2 separate regions of the Zea mays genome follow, and region 1 is linked to region 2. Evidence: chromatin contacts called from public Hi-C data. All regions are on one chromosome and are shown on one strand. The core of a region is the stretch at or near the end of the contact, and the rest is flanking DNA. Distances in the headings are between cores, read along the strand shown. Region 1 holds the start of LOC100272895 (putative thioredoxin superfamily protein). Region 2 holds the start of LOC100217183.

The links. A called contact is a pair of places that touch in the nucleus more often than the background predicts.
Region 1: a Hi-C map of bundle sheath shows a contact between it and region 2, with 2.2 times the contacts expected there. The contact joins the promoter of LOC100272895 here to the promoter of LOC100217183 in region 2. A contact is called at or near these places in 2 of 25 Hi-C or Micro-C datasets (bundle sheath and leaf).

Annotation. Positions count from the first base shown.
Region 1 is chr2:24,917,034-24,922,351 of Zm-B73-REFERENCE-NAM-5.0, forward strand. It overlaps LOC100272895 (putative thioredoxin superfamily protein), which reads left to right and starts at 3,541. Exons shown (of 2, transcript NM_001147348.2): 1 at 3,541-3,825. The coding sequence starts at 3,597. LOC100381616 reads left to right here. Exons shown (of 6, transcript NM_001174434.1): 1 at 1-324; 2 at 591-757; 3 at 905-1,002; 4 at 1,396-1,746; 5 at 1,834-2,250; 6 at 2,356-3,128. The coding sequence starts at 64. The coding sequence ends at 2,954.
Region 2 is chr2:24,671,203-24,676,184 of Zm-B73-REFERENCE-NAM-5.0, forward strand. It overlaps LOC100217183, which reads right to left and starts at 2,193. Exons shown (of 5, transcript NM_001143543.1): 1 at 2,087-2,193; 2 at 847-1,090; 3 at 690-764. The coding sequence starts at 2,148.

The DNA.
Region 1 (5,318 bases), core at 2,291-4,790, 250 kb after region 2:
GCCGCCTTCAACCGCTCGCTGTGGCGCGCGGTCGCCGAGGCCGTCGCCACGGAGGCCCTCGGCATGCACAACGCCGGCCAGGCCGGCCTCACGTATTGGGCGCCTAACATCAACATCTTCCGAGACCCAAGGTGGGGCCGCGGCCAGGAGACGTCCGGGGAGGACCCCGCTGTCGCTGCCGCGTACTCCCTCGAGTATGTCAAGGGTTTCCAGGGAGAGGAAGGAGAGGAAGGCAGAATCAGGCTCTCTGCGTGCTGCAAGCACTATACAGCGTATGACATGGAGAAATGGGAAGGCTTCTCGCGGTACACCTTCAATGCCAAGGTGAACGCGGCCACGTCTCTTCATTTCTCTGAACTTGTATAATATTGATTAAACAAGTTCCGTAGATATCCACCGCCCAACAGTCATTCATATCTTGGCTCATGCATAGAGAAACACGGAGTCACGGACATGTTAAAAATCAAAATCTCTCTCTTCATATACTCTGCTTATAGAAATAAATATGCTCAGTTCAAAAGTCGAAGTACAACCATATTTATTTTGCACTATTTTTGTTGCAAGTTGGGATTGTAATCCACTGCTCGCAGGTAAATGCACAAGATTTGGAAGACACGTACCAGCCGCCTTTCAAGACCTGCATCCAGGAGGCTCGTGCTAGCTGCTTGATGTGTGCATATAACCAGGTCAATGGTGTGCCTATGTGTGCTCACAAAGATCTTCTGCAGAAGACCAGGGATGAATGGGGCTTCCAGGGGTATGCTACTTGTTCTTCCTCTGAATTTGCCTCCGTTGAGACTTGGACCACAGAATATTTCAGGAATGACAAGGAATTTCATTATATGAACCAACAAATCCAGCATTTCCATTTTTTGTTTACATGTGTTCGTTTGATTCTCTCAAGGTACATTACATCTGATTGTGATGCTGTGGCAATTATTCATGAAAACCAGACATACACTAAATCAGGCGAAGATTCAATAGCAATTGTTCTTAAGGCAGGTTAGTACCCTCAAGACTTATACTGGAAAAACACGATTTGTTTCTCTTTGTAGACTAGAAGTGGCTTCTCAGTTAAATCTAGCATTTTTTGGGGGGCCAATCAAATCTAGCTTTTCAAATGTAGATACTATATGTTGGAAAATGGTAGTCAAGTCCAACTGATGTAAGCCTTATTTTGGTAACCCCCAATATTACAAAGCTATGTACATACTTGTTCCGTTTTGAGGCTTACCCGTTCTGTTTCCAGTGATTCCTTGAGAACCTTGCTGTTCGGAGGTTTCGACATCATGTCAAACTAAATTCCTTAGAACATCATCTGCCATCTCACATTTACGTCTTGAATCTATCAGCTGATCTTTTGCTGAGGTGTTAGGATTACTCTATTTTTTGAAGGAATGGATATCAACTGTGGTTCTTTCCTAGTTCGGCATACTAAGTCAGCAATTGAGAAGGGAAAAATTCAAGAAGAAGATATCGACCGTGCCCTTTTTAATCTATTCTCGGTTCAGTTGCGTCTTGGAATATTTGATAAGCCCAGCAACAACCAATGGTTCTCTCAACTAGGGCCCAACAGTGTGTGCACGAAAGAGCATAGAGAGCTTGCAGCAGAAGCTGTAAGGCAGGGTGCTGTCCTTCTGAAGAATGACCATAATTTTTTGCCTCTGAAGAGAAGCGAAGTTAGACATGTTGCCATCATTGGACCATCTGCAAATGACGCGTATGCGATGGGCGGAGACTATACAGGTCTCACTCTCACACCACTGCCTCGAATGAGCATTTGCTGAACTTACTATTGTGTATACATTTTAACATTATATTCACTTTATTCAGGTGTTCCCTGCAATCCTACGACCTTCCTTAAGGGCATTCAAGCATATGCTACACAAACAAGCTTTGCCCCTGGATGCAAGGATGCTTCCTGTAACTCAACAGATTTGTTTGGCGAAGCTGTTGAAGCAGCTAAAAGAGCCGATATTGTTGTCGTAATTGCTGGCTTGAACCTGACAGAAGAGCGTGAGGACTTCGACAGAGTGAGCCTTCTCCTTCCAGGCAAGCAGATGGGCCTCATACATGCCATTGCTAGTGTAGCGAAGAAGCCCCTTGTGTTGGTTCTCCTGGGTGGTGGTCCTGTTGATGTTTCGTTTGCAAAGCAAGATCCACGAATCGCAAGCATTCTTTGGCTCGGATATCCTGGCGAGGTTGGTGGACAAGTCCTTCCAGAAATTCTTTTCGGAGAGTACAACCCAGGTGAGTGAATAACCTCTTGAAAGAAAATATGACTGGCAATGGCATGTATTGCAATGAAAAAGTTGTGGTGGCCGCTGAACTAACTTGGCTGTTGATGTAATGCAGGAGGAAAGCTGCCTATAACTTGGTATCCTGAATCCTTTACTGCTATTCCCATGACTGATATGAACATGAGAGCTGATCCTTCACGAGGCTACCCTGGGAGAACATATCGATTTTACACTGGAGATGTAGTGTATGGCTTTGGATATGGTTTAAGTTACTCCAAATATTCATATAGCATCTCCTCGGCTCCGAAGAAGATCACCGTGTCGCGTTCATCCGATTTGGGCATTATCAGCAGAAAGCCTGCATACACAAGGAGGGATGGACTAGGCTCTGTGAAAACTGAAGATATCGCTTCATGTGAAGCTCTGGTTTTCTCTGTTCACGTCGCTGTTTCGAATCATGGTAGCATGGATGGGAGTCATGCTGTTCTTCTGTTCGCGAGATCGAAATCAAGCGTCCCGGGCTTTCCTATAAAACAGCTGGTTGGCTTTGAGAGTGTCCACACGGCGGCTGGCAGTGCATCCAATGTGGAGATTACTGTTGACCCCTGCAAGCAAATGAGCGCAGCCAATCCTGAAGGCAAAAGGGTACTTCTGTTGGGTGCCCATGTTCTAACGGTGGGTGATGAAGAGTTCGAATTATCCATTGAACTCTGACAGGGATGTGCCAAGTCCTACCATTTTATGGAGTTCAAAGTTGGGAATAATCTGATGAAACTTGTAAAGAAACACGTTGTAAAGATTCATTATTGAGCTGGATGCGTGTACGGTAAACATGCTGTGACCTGTGAAGATTCATCATTTGAGTTGGGTGCTAGTACAATTGCAGCCATTTTGCGGTATAAACTGCCGAAAAATACATCCAGCACACTACTCTGAATCGTATAGATAGATTTAATTAAAAGGTTGGAACAAACAGCACACTACTGCCAGAAATAAAAAGGGTACATGACCACCCAAAGATGTGCCGGTATCATCTGCCAGAAACTCGGAACAATTCGAGGCGTTTTGTCGTGTCATACACTCATTGTCAAGTTAACGTGGCGAGGTGGCGCCGACGCGCCGCGCCGCACCGCACCGCACCAGAGTCACACAGGGGAACTGCGAACTGGATCCAAAATTCGGAACTACCAGTGGCAGACTGGCAGTACAGGCTACCAGCCCACATGCTTTTCTTTCCCTCCCGTTCCCCGTCTGTCTCCCTCTCGTCGCATCGCGCACCGCTTCCCCAGTTCCCCCAGCTCCCCCCACCTTCCGTTGCCTTCTCGAACTCAACCCCCGCCCCCGTCGCGGATCGTCATGGCCGCCGGCCTCGCCTTCCCCGTCGCCTCCTTTCCACTCGCCTGCGTCTCCTCACCTCCCCACCCCGGGCACCGCATCTGCTGCGCGATCCCGTCGTCGTCCTCGCGCCGCACCGTCAAATCCTCGCCGCTCCGCGCGACTACCGTCCTCTCCAGGGAACGACGGGGCACGGGCCGTGGCGCGTCCGTAGTGTGCGCTGTCCAAGGCCAGGACACGACCATCCAAGGTACCCGGGTGACGTGTGTATGTGGATTCGTCCGTACGTAGAATTGTATAAATTGTTCATAGATTTGGTCCTTTGGAGGGGGCTGCAGATTTGGTTCTAGGAATCAACAAGTAGGATAGGATCGTATCGTAGGAGGATGCTGTGTCGTTTAGGTTGCGTGGTCTCCTCTACGTAGCCGACTGTTCGCTGGAATTAGCTAGGGAGGCAAAGGTTACGACACCAAGGGCGCAGCTGCGCAGCATTCTGGATGTGAGGTTCTTGTTTTTTCTAGCAACTCCACACAAGCAGCTGTTGACGTGTGTGCTTCTAGCTCTTTGTGAATATCTACCTTAAGTGACTTCAGACCATCTAAAAGAGACTAGCTAAATGACTCGCCAATCCAAATTTTATCTACTCAAAAGCAAAACAACTCTTCAACATCTAACCCGTCAAGCTATCTGACTTTTCAAATTGGCTTCCTCACTAGTCCAACGTGTGTGCTTCTAGCTCTTTATTGCTGCCAAAGCACGCAATCTTTCCCTATGTAATCCGTCTATTGGTGTAACCGTTTAGGGCTTATTCAGTTAGGGGTGGATTAAAGGTGATTGGAGGGGGATTAAATCTCTTCCTAGTCAAAACTGAATAGAAATGGATTTAATCCCCTACATTTTCCTTGCAACCGAACAAGGTTTTAAGTGGCATTTCTTTTAGATGCACTCAATGAAAATCAGGTGGGAAGTCTCCCTCACCTCCGCAGACCTGTCCAAAACAAAACACCTTTTAGTGCAACCAGGGATTCATGCATGTGCATTGGTGACTTGCTTTATCACTTGTTTGGTTAACCCCCTCTTCCAGGAGAACTCGAGGGAACAAGGGGCAGGGCATATTCTGATATTCGGTTGCAAGAGATTAAATCCCACCCAGGAAGAGATCAAACTATGGGTATCTGCTTTCTATGCAGAGTAAACTTGCAGCCAATCTTATCAGAAAATGCGGACCAACCTTCTCCTCTGTATGCAGTCCTATAGATTTCAGGCAGGATTGGTTCCATGACTCTAGAGAAGTGGCTCGATTCCAGACGGCAGTGAGGAGGTTTCGCGGAGACAGGAGAAGTGGTCTAACTAAACACGTTTGGAGAAGTGGGCTAACTGAACTGTATTTTAGGGAGGAACAGGATTGAATCTAGGCTATGATTGATCCACAACTGAACAAGGCCTAAGGGATTTAATCCCCTCAATCACTTTTAATCCTCTTCAATCCCCAGCAAACCGATCAAGCCCTTAGGTATGTATCACAATTTCTAATATTGTCGAATAGGGCTGCTATGATCGAAATATGGAAGTATACAACTTTGGAGGTGGGGGTGATATAGAAGTCCTGACTTATTCTGTATTAGTTAAATACTTAAATGTATAGATTCATTTATGACTCATGTGGGTCATGTACCCCTTTTTATTTCATCGATTTGGTATGGTGGCGTGTAACACCCTTTGGTTTGATGAGGATGTATCACA
Region 2 (4,982 bases), core at 943-3,442:
TATATATCAAGATATTGTGTATATCTAAGTGTATATTAAAGATAGTTGTGTACCTAAAAAAGCTACAACATCTTATATGATTTAAAATGGAGGGATACATATGAAGGTGTTATGCAAAGATGGAAAATGTTGACAACGATGGAGAAGTATATAAAATAGTTTTTTAAATGTTTAGAGTATACCTTCGTCATTTTTAAGTGTTGTTGTCACATACCGAGCAATTAAATGCAGCTAACTTTAACTACATATATACAAGAGATTATACGTTAGATTAATTATTATATGTAACTGAAGTCAATCATAAGCGGAGAAAGAAAAGAAGCTATCAATATTTTTCTATGTTATACGATGTTTTGACTTTTTGGTATATTAATTTTGTTATGTATCTAGATAGAACGTATATCTATAACATAGCAAAAATCTATATAGAAGAAAAGTAAAATAATTTACAATTTAGAATAGAGGAGTATTCAATTATAGTATATGAGTAGGGTCGCAAACGAGTTGGATACAAATGGATATTGACAATATTATATTTGTTTTTATAGATTTATTTGGATTCTGATTCAAATATCTATAGTACCAGTTATGTCGGGTAGTGTACAAATTGGACTTGAATAAAATCGGAAAAAAGTATTCGTACTATTTGCACCATTATATACAACATTAGATGAAATATTAAACCTCACCTTTTCCTCTCTCGGTTCTAGATCATCCAAATGATCTTGAGAGTACACGACCCCAGCAACCGCAGCATTATTGACCTACAAATACAAGCGCACCACTGTTGATCACCGGCGGCACGTACCGTCAAGCTTTCGAGACGCCGGAAAGACGACGACTTACCAGGATATCCAACTTCCCGAATCGGGCCTTCAAGAAGTTGGCCAACCGAGCGATGCTGGAAGCATCCGTGATATCCAGCTGGTGAGAAAGAACATCGGAGAGAGCTAGCCCTTGGAGATTGCCGACGGCTTTCGCGCCTAGCTCCTCGTCCACTGCTGTCAAGACGACGGTGACGCCATTGCCAGCCAGCTGCCGGCACACCTCTAGCCCGATACCTCTGTTCGCGCCGGTAACCACGGCAATTCTGCTAAAGCACCGACCACAACGGCACTGAGCCTTGTGTTATTGTAGTTTTGAGTAAGATGTACCCTAGATCATTCAAATTGGAGTCTTAAGGGCATGTTTGGAAGCTAGAGGATTAGAGGGACTAGAATCCGTTGCTATTCAAAATTGGACAGAAAGGGTATTCTATCCCCTCTAAACCCTTGGCATACAGTAGGAGATTAGGGCTAATTTGGTGACTAGGAAAATGAATGGGCCGGCATCCATAGTGAAGGGATTCCCTTGCTAATCAATTTTGAATAGCGGGATTCTTCCTCCACGGATCCCCTCTATTTATGTGATCACCAAACCAATACTTAGTTTTGTTTGGGTACTCTAGTATTGACCCCAATACACATGTGTTGAGGTGGATTGGAGTGTATATTAGTTTAAGTTACACTCCAATCCATCTCAATACATATGGATCAGAGTCAATACTAGAGTATCCAAACTAGACATTAGAGGGGTTAAAATCTCCTTAAGTCTTTGTTTGGATACTCTAGTATTCACATCATTCCACATGTATTTATGTGGATTGAGGTATGAATTAAACTAATTTATACCTAAATTCACCCCAATACATGTAAATTGGGTTGAATACTAGACTATCCAATCAAGGTATGGATAACAAGGTGATTTTAGTCACTCCAATCTCCTCCATTCTTCTAACTCCCAAACAAGCATCAAGGAATTTGGTCCAATCCCCCTCAATAACTTGAAACCTTGTGTTACAATTTAAATAGGAGATGATTTAATTCATTTCAATAACTCTCAATACACTTCTAATTGAACAAGCACTAAAACTTAAAAAAATTGATCCTTATTTAAGCTTGAAGGGACTTATTAATTGTAGGTTTATTCTAGATTCGTCTAGATCCAGAGGCAAGCAGCTCGAGCATGGGAGAGCGACAACGTGGCATGGGAGAGGGTGAAGGCAACCTCGAGAGCGGGAGGCCGGAGGCCAGTGTCGGGAACGTACCTTGTGTTGCGAGGAAGGGAGATAGCGCCTTCCATGAGCGTGCACTGCGAGCTCGTCGACATTGACCGACGACGATATATTTGGGAAGTTGGGAGGTTGGCAGTGTCAATCAGTCGACCATCACGGGAACTATGACGAACTGTAGAACACTAGAACGTGATTCATGCCGACAGCTCCGTGCCTTGTTTGTGTGGTCTCAGTTCACTAGACTGTCTACCAACTTGTGTGGTCTCAGTTCACTAGACTGTCTACCAACCGTCATCGGATTGACGATTGCGAAAATCTCTACCTCGGATTAGCCCAAGTTCACAGCTCCGTGCCCATCTCGTACTGTTTTCGGAAACGCTGGATCCCGGAGTCCTGGTAATCTGGGTCCCATAGGCCATAACTGATGATCAATCAATTCATGTACGGCTGTCGGCTACCACATATGCGCAGACATACCGCAATGTGTAAATATATTTATTATAAAGGCCATTTCCAGCTAACTTTTTGTCTCGCTTTTTATTTTAAATTCTACCTTATGTACTTTATAAATAGTACAATCTATAATATAAAATAGTATTTTACATGATTATATATCTGTTGGCCACGATCTAATACCTGAAATAACCTTATGAAGCACCTTGCTGCAACGTAGTATAGGAATGATTGAAACAAACTAAATCACATATTGCACCATCCAAAAACAAGCTATGGCAACATAGAGAACATTTCTCGATCTACACCTCCATCTCGGTCAAAACAAAACAATACCATCCATAGAAGCCATTGCAACAAAAGCAATCAATTATTGAAACATCTAGTAATAGTTGGTAGAAAATAAAAAACACACACATAGAGATGCACATCTCTGCGCTTTGATAAAAACATATCAAAAATCCACTTGTTATGTAGGGCAACATCTAAAAAGCTCATGACAACAAATTCGGCCTAATATCCGAGCATCTAGTTAGAGTTGCTACAAAGCAAGAGTAAAATATATAAGCGGTCCCTAAACTTGTAGCGTTGTATCATCCTGGGCCCTAAACTCATAAAGTGCACATATAGATATCTAAACTTGGGAAGATGTATTCGTTCCAGTTTCTAAATTCTTAACATGCATATTCTGGTCCCTATACTTTTATGGTTGTGTTATCTGCGTTTATAAATTTATTTTTGGTGCTACCACAGATCCAAATAATTTAGACCGCTTTATTAGTACTTGCCCTAGGTTTTGTCTTGTGATTAGAAGTGATGATATACACCCTTAAACCTTGTTGCTTGCATGCACCATTGTATTTATATCAAAGTGGAGTTGTAAGTCTTACGAGATCGCACCAATTGTGTTTATGGTGTGATCACCACAATATATTAGAGGAAAAAAGGTCCGCTGCGTTTCAGCTGAAAACTCGATAGTTGAGATGGTGGTAGGCATTTGATAGGGACCAACACTGGAGCAGCACTTAAGCATGAAGAAGATCGATACTATCTGTAACACCCTAAATTTGGGGGTATAAAAATTCTTTCTAATTTACCAATCAAATTCAGGTGTTACTCTTCTCTCTCTCTAGTTCCTCTCTCTCTCTCTCTTGGTTAGGGTTAGCTTAATTAGGGAGAGTTATTTATTTTATTTTGTCCAAAACATTATGAGTCATGAAATGTTGCATCATGTTGAACTTTAAATATTCTTTGAATTGTTGCACATGTTTGATTTGGTTTGAATTTGAATTGAAAACCCTAGAGAAAATAAATAGAAAAGGCATTAGAAATTCCCTGAAAATAGAAAAAACCCATTTCAGCCCAGTCGACCCAGCAGGCCCAGCCTCGCGCCCGCGCGCCCTTGGTGTCTCATAGGGGGGTCCCGCCTGTCGGCGTCAGCCCGCGCGCTCCCTCTCTCCCTCCTGTTGCCCCGTGGGCCAGTCCTGTCGACACCTTTCTTCGCGCCTACATGCCCGCTCTCTCTCTCTGTTCCGCGGAGCCCACCTGTCAGCCCGTCCCCAACCTCCCACCCACGTCCCTCGCCGTGGACGCGCCCACGACCGCGCGTTCTCCGGCCACCTCCGCACGTCCTCGCCTCTTTTGAGCCCCGCGCTCCGCTCGCCTACTTTCCCCCGCTCACTTGCGCCCTCAGCCAAACCCTCTCGCCCCCTCTCTCGCTCTGCGCACGCAACCAGGAAGCTCCACCGCCGCTCACCGAAGACCGTCATCCGTTCTGCGACCGCCGTCGATCCCGTGCCCCGTCTCTTGCCTCGTTGAGTTCCGCCTCGCCGTCAGCTACTCGGGACGCCCTTCGATTTGCCTTTTCCCTCCCTGGTTTGTCCGGTGCGCGCTCACCAGAGCGTTTCTTGCGCAGCCGGAGCTCCGGAGCTTGCCGCCGTCGACCCGAGGCTCTACCGCACCCCCGTCGTTCCTCAAGCGCTCCGGAGTTCGCACTCGAGGTGAGCAACCTTCCCATGCCTTTATTTCGCCAAGTATCGCCCCATTGCCCGCGCAATTCCTCGCCGGAGTTGATCCGCGCCGTCGTTAGCCCGCCTCACCGTGTTCTGCATCCTCTGGTGCTCTCGCGCCGTCGTGGTACCCACGGTCGAGTTTGCCATGTCGCCCTAAACGCGCTCGAGCTATTCCCCAAGCCCCTAGAGCCCCGCCATGGCCGTCCCCCTCGTCTCCGGCGAGACCGAGCGGCGCCACCGCACCCGCGTCCGACCGCCAGCCGTTGGATCTCGGGCGTCCGTCCGAGATCGGGCAGTTTAGATTTAACCAGAGAAGATCTAATCTCAGCCCTCCGATCCAGATCCGACCGTTATCCTCTCTCCCCCTCACCTGCGCCCCTGCCGCTGGGCTCGGCCGGTCAGCCCCGCCCTGGTTCGCTGACACCCCATCCCCGCCTGTCAGTCGCGTCCGCGCGCTCGCGCCC